Regions from separate parts of the Hordeum vulgare genome. Here region 2 is linked to region 1. The links are chromatin contacts, called in public Hi-C maps. All regions are on one chromosome and are shown on one strand. The core of a region is the stretch at or near the end of the contact, and the rest is flanking DNA. Distances in the headings are between cores, read along the strand shown.

What was found. Hi-C and Micro-C count contacts between places; a contact is called where the count stands out from the background.
Region 2: a contact with region 1 is called in a Hi-C map of leaf, with 6 times the contacts expected there. The contact joins the promoter of LOC123401618 here to the enhancer-like site in region 1. A contact is called at or near these places in 4 of 6 Hi-C or Micro-C datasets (leaf and seedling) and 1 of 1 datasets of contacts at active chromatin or transcription factors (embryo).

What each region holds. Positions count from the first base shown.
Region 1 is chr6H:532,507,679-532,513,190 of MorexV3_pseudomolecules_assembly, reverse strand. No RefSeq gene overlaps it. Among protein-coding and RNA genes, the nearest start is that of LOC123401607, 13 kb to the right of the region's middle. Within about 2 kb of position 3,485, at least 1 of the 3 cell types and tissues checked has open chromatin away from gene starts, as enhancers often do. A contact at or near this core is called in leaf, where this site is marked.
Region 2 is chr6H:532,669,043-532,674,521 of MorexV3_pseudomolecules_assembly, reverse strand. It overlaps LOC123401618 (mitogen-activated protein kinase kinase 5-like), which reads right to left and starts at 1,631. Exons shown (of 1, transcript XM_045095454.1): 1 at 177-1,631. The coding sequence starts at 1,607. The coding sequence ends at 498.

The DNA of each region.
Region 1 (5,512 bases), core at 2,236-4,735:
CGCCTCGCCTCACCATATCGCGCCGCCGCGGAACTTCGGCTACCGCGGTGTGCGTGCGTGCCCATCAGACACCTTTTACGCCGAGACCTATTCCGACGACATGCGCCTCGGCCTCGGCACTTTCAACACCGCCGACGAGGCCGTCTGCGCGTACGCCCCGGCGGTGTGCCGCCTCAACAGGCCTCGTAGGGACATAATTTTTCCGAGGTGGTGACGAGGGAGTGGGCACACCGCCTCGTGTCTCCCCATCGTCGGAAACCGGAGGCAGGAACCGTAGGACCATCGTCGGAACCAGAGACGAGAGCGTCGCCTCGGCATTGCTGAGATGGACGAACATCCATGGCGCCACTGCGCCAACAGTTCCCGCAAGACGTCCTCGACGAGCGTGCATTCTCCGTGCAAAGGAGGGCGCAAAGGAGAGCGAAGCAAGCCGCCTATCGTGAGGACACTCATACGCGAAAGCAAGCCGCACTCTTCAACATGAAGCTCGAGGAAGCGTCGATTTGGTCCTCCGACGATGAACGGTGGGTTGACGCCTTCATCACCACGACGTAGTTGGACACCAACGCGTCGGAAGAAGACAACGAGAAATAGTTTATCTTTTTTATTATGTACTAGATGAACTATCGACGATGAGTAGTTTCTATCAATATGAACTATCTATATTATCTATCGTTTTTTATCTTGTATTTATGTAGAATGTACAAGTTGAATTTTCAGCCCTTCTGTTAGAGCGGGGCGCGCGCATTTTTTTTCAATGGCCGATGTAGCCAGCGCTCTATGGCGCGCAAAAAACAGATATTCCCGCATTGTAATGTGTTTTTTACGCACTTGTTAAAGATGCTCTAAAAATGTTTAATTTATTTTTTCTTTGAAGTAAAATAGTTTTTTGTGTTAAAATATTCTTTTTACACGCAGGGGCGACGTTTTTGAGATGCAAAAAACACGACGACCAAACCGAAGGCCCATCGGCAGCAGCCCAGATTTTATGGGGCGCACAATTCAACATAAGAAATTTGCAACCCATGATAACCGAAATCACTAGTTAAGAAGTACACCTTTCAATGATTACTCCCACCTCTCTAGATTGCGACAAGTTGCGCACTACATGCGTGCCACTTGTCGCAACCTATGAGTTTTTTCTTTTTCCGTAGATCCGTATTTTTAAAATGTTTTATCTTCTAAACCGTGCGTTTAAATCTTGAACTATTTCCACCGTTGGGTTTCTTGCGTCGAGATCTTCAAAAACTAGATCCCATTTTGATAGGTTTTGACAAAAAAATAAATTCACGAAAAAAAACGGACGAAAAAATCGGCGTTTTACCCTTTTCCGGAGGCACGACAGTGCCTCTCGCGATAGCAAACCGTGCCTCTCGCGAAAAAAGAAAACAGAAAACACGTTTTTTTCCTTTTCGAGAGGCACGGTTGTGCCTCTCGCGATAACAAAACTGTGCATCTCGCGGTAGCAAAACCGTGCATCTCGCGAAAAAAAAAGCAGAAACACGTTTCCCCCCTTTTCGAGAGGCACGACCTCGCGATACCAAAACCGTGCCTGCGGAAGCAAAACCATGATTCTCGCAGAAAAAAGAAAGAGCAGAAAACGCATTTTTTTTCTTTTCGAAAGTCATGGTCGTGCCTCTCGCTATAGCAAAATCGTGCCTCTCGCGGGAAAAAAGAGAGCAGAAAATGCGTTTTTCCTCTTTCCGAGAGACACGGCCGTGCATCTCGTGATAGCAAAACCTGCCTCTCGCGGAAAAAAGAGTGAGAAGAGAAAACACGTTTTTTTTTTCTTTTCGAAAGGCACGGCCGTGCCTCTCGCGATAGAAAAACCGTGCCTTTCACGAAAAAAAAGGGCAGAAAACGTGTTTTTACCCTTTCCTAGAGGCACGGCCGTGCGTAAAAAACTCGGAAAAAATCACTCTAAAATGCCGAAAAAACCTGCGAAAAATTAAAAAAGAAATATACGAAGGGAACGTTCAGAGTGCTATACGTGGCGCAGGTTGAGAACGCGCCCAATGACGACGCGCGAGAGTGATCGCTGCGAGGCTTTCGAAGGAGTGTTCACTAACTAGTTGCTTTCCAGGATAACGCTTTAACGCTAAAGTTTTTTGATCATGTTATATTTTACAACATCTGTTAGAACGCTATTTTTCTTTTGTCTCGTATGCGAAAAAATGATGAGTTTTAGCGTGTGAGGCTTTTTAGGCGCCTCGTGAAGATGCTGTTATACTTGGTCGAGCATCAGCCATCAAGATGTGCTGATTTGAACGCTTTTTTATTTTGGGTCCCGGCGGCTTACCACGCCGGCCGGCTGGTGCAGTGCAAATGCATACAAGATGAGACGTCGATGACAAAGGCAGGTGCATGCATTCATGCCCTGCAACAAATCGCAAAAGAAAAACCATGCAAGGATCATGATCCCAGCCGAAAGAGCGCTCAGACTCCACACCACCGATCGGGATAGCACGCCTCGTGGCAGTGGGGGCGCCGGCGGATATCCGATCGTGACATCGTCTAACCGCACGCGGAGGAGTGACCATCAGGGTTGACAATACATGTACGTCCGTCTAAACAAGATATGCACAGCTCGCTCGGTGTCCGGTTCCTCTCACGATAACGTTTCTTCGGCAAATTATAAATGACGAACTCGTTCCTCTCATGATTCCATCAATCATCAGAAAATGGGTTGTTATGCACGCAGTCAGCCAGCATCGTGGAACAGCGACAGCATGGCGAGCAAAACCGCCGGCGGGTACGTAGCCCGTCTTCCAAACCAAAACCAGTGACTTGGGAACCATATACATACGATACATCCACGTTCACGGGAGAAAATACTGAAGAAGATGCAAGTAGACGGGTGAGGATATCATATCTCTAATGCGGCTGTGCTTCTGTGGGGACGTACCTCGTTGAGCATAACAATCACCCTAGAAAATCAGTAGCTCCTGTTGCCGCCGCCTGATGATAACCTTTTTACCGCATGCTTTAAGAGTGTTGATAAGATCTGGCTAGTGGCATGGCAACTGGTTGTAGTAGCTTTCGGCATATGTGTATGCACATTATCATGCATAACTAGCTATCGACGTCAATCAATGAACTAGCAACTCCCTCCCCGTGATTATTCGTCGTCATTACATAATCTTCTCGTACAAAGATCATATCCGCAACAATTTTAAAATTTCAAGGCCCGGCCCACAAGGCTTGCTGTAGAATAAAAACAGAAAACTTCATCCATGCGTCGTGATCGGAAGGTTGCTTTCCATGCCCCGAAAGAAAAAAGGGAATATGTTTTGGTTTGTTATACTGTCGCCCTCTCATTGTTCATTTTTCAGTTTCGTTGCAGCTTCACGCATTCGACAGAGGAGAAGGTAATTCAATTGACAGCATTTTCTTGCCGATGTCGGGCGAGTGATGAAGGGCACCTACGTACTACGTGCGGTCGATGCCGACGCGGAACCAGGCGCCGTTTCCAGTTCAATGCTCGCCACCCGCCAGTCGAGGTCGATCAGTCCGTGGTTCTGCCCTGCGATCCACGGCGGCGTTCCGATGGCGACGAATACCGTAACAAATCGAGATGCTCCAAAAAACTTTAGCTCATGATGCCGTCCGTGCAAATGGATAAAATTGGCAGGATAATAACCTTTTACCACATGCTTTATGGGTGTTTTTGCCACATGCTTTATGGATGTTGATAAGAGCTGGCTAGTGGCAGGGCAATTGGTTCCGTTAGCTTTCGGCGTATGTACGTATGCGAATTATCATGCATATATCTAGCTATCGGCGTCAATGAGGCAGCAGCTCCACCCGCGATTCGTCGTCATGACATAATCTTTTCACACAAGATCATATTCGCAGCAGTTTTTTAAAACTCAAGGACCCACAACCACGAGCTGTCGTGAAACAAAACAAAATCTCCTTTCATGCGTCCCGATCGAAAGGCCGTTTTCCATGCCCTGGAATAAAAGGGAAATTGCCGATTAAACAAGGAGAAAGTAAATGCGCCTACATACATGCATGTAACTGTCGCGATTGTGCTAAAGAAATGTAGCTGTCGTGACGGCAAATTCCAGCGGCGATGATGGAGGCTTGCTGCCGACGTAGGGAAGGGTGATGAAGGGCGCGAGCGCGACGCTGGCATCACCTCACCGGTCCGTCACTCGCTCGCCTCGGCAGCACGCTACGTACTTAGGCGCTGCTCCGGTGATGGCCGGCCGGAACGGCCGTGCGTGCATCCTTCCAGCCCATGGAGCGGCGAAACAAATTAAAAACTCTAGTACGCACGTACGCCCTGTCCATGTCCGTCGCTTCTGGGCGGCGTGTCCGGTGCGTGCGTGCGTGCGTGCGTCCCGCGCATCGGCAGGCGTACGTCTGTCTCCCGGCTTCGGTGAGCGGGCGGCCACATCGCAGACGCACGGGGCGTCGTGGACGACGGCGACGGCCGTGGCGTCGTGTCGTGAACCGTGACGGAGGGGCCCCGATCCAGGGACAAGGATGAGAGTGGCCGGGCGTCACCTACATATGCGATGCCGACACGGAGCCGGACGCCTTTTCCGATTTGATGCCGCCTAGTCGAGGTCGATCAGTCGGCGGCTGCCCTGCGATCCACGGCGACGTACCGACGGGCGAGACGGCTGGCTGGATGGACGGGGCGGCGAGCCCTGGAGCCGTGCGCCGCCGTGCGCTGCGTGGGCGCACGTACGGCGGTTTTTGTTGCATTGCTGCACTTGCGGGGCGCGCGCGGGGCCGGGCTGATCGGGCGTCGGCAAGGTTCAGCGCACGAAGCCGCTCGCCGACGACGACATGGCGTGGGGATATAAATAAAACCAATGCGGAGTGAGACACCGAGGCGTGGGGTTCCGGCACAGTAATTCAGTTAACCCCACGCTGACATCGGGAGAAAAGGAGCTTGCAATTGGCACGCACGAGGGTACCTTCACCTCACCCGGCCGACAGATGAGGCTCTATGGCTCTACGCCATCCATCAGTCACAAAATTTATTCGTGTATCGGCAAGCTCGCCTCACTAAACACATGATACTTTACCTCGCCGTGAGATTTGATTTAAACCGATGGGTAAAATCAACATGGAAAACATTGTTAGGTTGATCTCTTCCGCATGGACCCAACGACCCACCGGACCCTTGATCCATGGGTCCTAATCTGATGCGTCCAACCCATTATGATTGCTGGGGCAGTGGCGGAGCCCGAACTTTTTTGGAGCCTGGGCAAGTTGAGTCTAACTCTATAATCTAGAAAATGAAAATTCGGGTATTCAGATACATAACGTATAATATAACATCAATCTTTCAAACAACAAATCCACATTAAAAATAAAGTTAAAACATAAGCACTACAAGAAGTGTAATCTAAAGTAAAGCTATTCATACCAGGTGTCATTGTGCAATTTCTTCCACCACGGTCAAAAGCATCTCTCACTTAACATTTTTTGCCACGGTCAAAAGCATCTCTCACTTGTTAAACTTTGCGAAAAACAGACATAATGAGCTTTGCAC
Region 2 (5,479 bases), core at 382-2,881, 160 kb before region 1:
CAGTGTTCTGATGATTGATTTAAAGTTTGTTGGGTTTGGTCTGGTCCCCCCCACCCGCTTCAAAATTTCTTGCGTTTTTATATGTCCGTGGTGGTGGTGGTGATCCGGCCGAATCCACCTCGGCGTCCAAGAAGCTTCTCCTGCCGTCATCCCATCATCAAATTTGGAACAAGAAATTGCATTCTCAACAGCCCATGTTATATCATCATCAGAAGAAGTAGAATCAGAATCATTTGGGGGGAGGGAACATTTAATTGACATTAACAGAAACTAAAGAAAAGCTTGAGCTTAATTTCGGGAGCGACAGCAACAACAGGGGAGGGGAGCGGAGGGATGGGGTAAATTTGTGGTGCCGGCTTCATCAGTACCCAAAATGGCTACGAGGAAGAAAGAAAGAAAGATCGATCAAGATCACCGCTCCTCGTAGATCCCACGTCTCGCCGCCGGCCACCGTCCGTCCAACGATCCATCCCAACTTGATTTATTATGGCGGGCCGTTAGCACGGCGGGGCGGCGAGGACCTGCGGCTGCTGCTGCGGCGGCGAGGCGATGAACCGGTGCTGCAGCAGCTGCGCCGCCGACGGCCGCTTCGCCGGGTTCTTCTGGAGGCAGCAGCTGATGAAGCTCCTCAGCTCCGGGGACGCGGTGGGCGGGGCCGCCGGCGACTCGGAGTAGCAGATGGCGCACATGAGGGCCGCCCAGTCGCCCTGCTTCCCCAGGTTCTCCCCGAGGGGGAAGCGGCCCAGGTAGAACTCGAGAATGCTGAGGCCGAAGCTCCAGATGTCGCCGGCGTAGCCGTTGTAGTTGCCGTCGTTGAGGTCGGTGTTGATGCGCTCGGGGCTCATGTAGGCGATGGTGCCCACGGAGGAGTTGCAGGGGTCCATGGTCTGGTTCAGGATGCGCCCCACCCCGAAGTCGGCGATCTTCACGCGCCGCCCCGAGTCGATGAGGAGGTTGGAGGGCTTGATGTCGCGGTGCACGATGTGGCGCCGGTGGAGGTAGGCGATGCCGGACAGCACCTGCCGCGCCACGTCCGCCAGGAACACCTCGGACGCGATGCGCCGCCCGTCCAGGGACCCGCCGTCCATGTACTCGAGCAGGATCTGCAGCTCGCCGGCCTGCTCGTACATGCCGTGGCACCGCACGATGGACGGGTGCTCCGCGGTGCGCAGGATGGCGATCTCCCGCGTGATCTGCCGCCGGACGGCCTCGTCGTGGTGCCCGTAGAGCACCTTGAGCGCGTAGGCGCGGCCCGTGGGCGCGTGCCGAACCAGCCACACCGTCCCGCCGGCGCCGCTCCCGACGCGGCGCACGCGCTCCAGCTCGTCCAGCGGCGGGGGCGCGGGCGGCGCGGAGCCGGCCGAGTTGGGCGGGGTCATGGACATGGGCATGGGCATGGACGACGCCCCGCCGGACCCCGACCCCGAGCCCGAGGACGACGGCGCGGAGGACGGGGGCGGGGGAAGCGGCAGCGGCACGGCGAGCGACGTCAGGTCGCGCTGCGGCAGAGGCAGCGTGAGATCCGGCCGGCGCCGCGCACGCCCCGGCGTGCCCGGCTGCTGCGGCTGCAGCCCCGGGCGCGCGTTCGGCGGCCCGCCCGGACGCATCGCGCGCTCTGGCCGGCTGGAAACGCGAGGCTAGCTCGCCCTGCGGTCCGCGCGGCGGGCGGATCGGTCGGCGTCGGTGATTGTCGCCGTATGAGGCTCGCGGGGTGGGGTGGGGTGGGGGTGGGATCGATCGGGTCGGGGAAGAGGGATTGGAGGGAGGCGAGTGTTTTTTATAGGCGCGGGGGAGGCCAAGGGACGGGGAGAGACGGAGGCCAGGGAGCTCTGCTCTGAGCCGAGGGAGATGCAGCCGTGACGCCGGGGGGACGGGCCGGTAATAAAAGAAGCAACTTTCTTTCTCACGGCTCTCTTTTCTTTTCTTTTCTCCCCGCTTTTCGCTCACCGATGGCCGTTCCGCTCCGTCCCGCTGGTTTGCCGTGTCCGTTCCATCCTTGCTCCCGGCCGGCCGTCGCCTCCGTTGCTCTGCGATTCCGGAACGACGTTCACTTGGGCACATCTCTACCACGTCACACATAACAAAGAGGAAATTTTAGTACTACGTGTATATCCCAAACAAGTGAGTGCCTGCCTTTGTATCGTGTTTCTCTAAAATGAAAATGGGCATGTGATCATCCTGCAAAACATATAAACCTATGGTTATCGTATGAGAGCCATGCGAGGACATAGAATTTTTGGGATTTGTGGTGTGTATATTTACTCCCTCTAACGCGGCATAAAGTCTCGTTTTCAGGTCGACGGAATATCCATGTATATGCCCTCATTTACGATTTTCGTTGTAGAAGACAGCTTGCATGATTATTTTGGCACGTGCGCTTGTATCGACCGTTACCGGGATTTTGTTTTGTCCCACATCATTAACTCTCATACATGTGATTGTGTTGATTTGTTTTGTCATGCACTATTAATTCAGAGTGCATGAAGTACATGTAAAGAGCCATGTGGTTCACGATGGCAGGCACTACTTTTCAGAAATTATACCCGAGCTGGCGGGCGGCCACCATTCTTTTGGACAACACGTCTTTCTAAATCTCTATTATTAAAGGGCAATTAACCGTCGTCGTTGTTGTCATCGTGATGATGGTTCGACCCCGTTCGCTCCCCCCACCCCCCCCCCTCTTTCGAAGCCCGCGAGCCCGCCTTCCCTTTCACCGTGGTGATGCTGCAAATTCTTTGATGGTAGTTTAGAAAGACTTGATTTACTGCATTTAGTAGCCCCTATTCATATAATATAATATACTAAGCTACTAGAGTATTGATGATACAACATAAATATAAATAGGAATATGCATGCATACCTTCTGTCTATGAGACATGATTGTGTAACGGTCATATTTTCCATATTCACCTCTCATACATATCTTGAGTTGGTGTAGAAACCAACAACGGTTTGTTGTGTCCTGTTGTCCAACCATAACAAATGCTAATGGGAATATGTTATTATTTCCATCTCTCCCAGCGACAGCTAAGATTTGAGCACAAATATTCATCTTAATAAAGCATCCATTAACACCTATTTATTGAAACAAGCAAACTTTTAAGTAAATATGTATCATTCACATGGTGTGATCTACAAGCATTGTATATAAAGGAAATAAACATGTCACTACCCAATGAATGACATGTATCCATTGAGAAATCCCTCTATTGGTCCAGTTATGCAGAAGAACATAGCATGAAACCTTGGCCCATGATGTGGTCTATTTGTTATAGCTTTTGGAGTAATTGTTGCCACAACAACTCTACTTCCAGGGATTGTATCCATAATGGTTTGAGCATAGTCCCTAAGCCTAGGATACTGTCGCATGTGTTCTCCTAATACAACTTCCACATCAAGGTTCTTGGCCCTATAGGCCATGTGCCTGGGCACATCAACACCATAATTCTCTTGGCAGCTGTCAATCAGAGTGGTTATGCTAGTGCTTGGATCATATCTGAACAATGACTCATTGGTCTTTGCAAGCCACTTTGTACTAACCCAAGATAACTCCGTACTCGTATGGCGAGTGTGCTGCAGTCTCATCTTCTTAATAGCAAATGTATTTTCCCCTTTGATAAGTGCAGCAACTATGCAGAATTTGCACTTCTCTTGTTTGCAACATGCAATGATCCTTTTGTGTGAGTTTCTGTGGTACCTGAAATTCCTTGCATGTGTAATGTGCAAGCTCAACAATGCTTCTCTGAATTGCTGCCGATTCTTAAAGCACATTGACATACACACTGGTGATGTGGTTGCTCAAGTTTTTCATTGTACCATATTCTAGGTTTTGTTTTCTTGGCCCTACTCTTATTGCTTGTATGTAGGACAAAGGCTGGTGACTCATGTCCATCATCAACCTCACTGTCAAACAGCAACTCATGATCTTCTTCATCCGATGAAGGAGTGAAATCAGGTTTCACCTCCTCTAAAACACTAGAGTGTGACCTGGTGGTGGCCCCTCTCCTAACTGGCAGCTTCTGCCTTTTCCTTGCAAGTTGTTGCATGGGTGGTTCTTCTGCTGCAACAACATTCACCTCCTCCTCCTCATCCTCACCCCCCCTCAAACAAATCCTCAACCTAAGTGTTACCCTCATAATGTAAGTGTTCCTCTTCTAATTCTCCATTTGAAGCTTCATCTTCATCTTCTTCATCTGCTAGTATTTTCCCTTCTATTATCTATGTGACTTTAGCAATTGTGTACCTGTCCAGGCTAAAAGGGTTGTTATCACTCTCGTATGCATTCTCCTCATCACTACTCTTATATCCATCCTGCTCCTCTTCCTCCACCACAACTTTCAGCTTCCCCTTAATGACATTTCTAATCTCTTGTGTGCACACAGTAGTATGTTGAGTAGGTTGCACTGTATGTTGGAAATATGCCCTAGAGGCAATAATAAAGTGGTTATTATTATATTTCCATGTTCATGATAATTGTCTATTGTTCATGCTATATTTGTATTATTCGGAAACAGTAATACATGTGTGAATATATAGATCACAATATGTCCCTAGTAAGCCTCTAGTTGGCTAGCTCGTTGATCAACAGATAATCATGGTTTCATGATCATGGAAATTGGATGTCGTTGATAACGTGATCACATCATTAGGAGAATGATGTGATGGACAAGACCCAATCCTAAGCATAGCACTAGATCGTGTTGTTCGTCTGCTAAAGCTTTTCTAATGTCAAGTATCATTTCCTTGGACCGTGAGATTGTGCAACTCCCGGATACCGTAGAAGTGCTTTGGGTGTATCAAACGTCACAACGTAACTGGGTGACTATAAAGATGCACTACGGGTATCTCCGAAAGTGTGTGTTGAGTTGGTACGAATCAAGACCGGGATTTGTCACTCTGTGTGACGGAGAGGTATCTCTGGGCCCACTCGGTAGAACACCATCATATTGAGCTCAATGTGACTAAGGAGTTAGTCACAGGATGAAGTGCTACGGAACGAGTAGAAAGACTTGCCGGTAACGAGATTGAACAAGGTATAGGGATACCGACGATCGAATCTCGGGCAAGTATCATACCGATAGACAAAGGGAATTGCATACGGGATTGATTGAATCCTTGACATCGTGGTTCATCCGATGAGATCATCGTGGAACATGTGGGAGCCAACATGGATATCAAAACCAAGCTGTTGGTTATTGGCCGGAGAGGTGTCGCGGTCATGTCTGCATGTCTCCCGAACCCGTAGGGTCTACACACTTAAGGTTCGATGACGCTAGGGTTATAGGGAAATAGTGTACGCGGTTTCCGAAGGTTGTTCGGAGTCCCGGATGAGATCCTGGACATCACGAGGAGTTCCGGGATGGTCCATAGGTAAAGATTTATATATAGGATGAAAGGTTTTGGACATCGGAAATGTTTCGGGCGTCACCAGTGGCATACCGGGACCACCGGAAAGGGTTCCGGAGGTCCACCGGGAGGG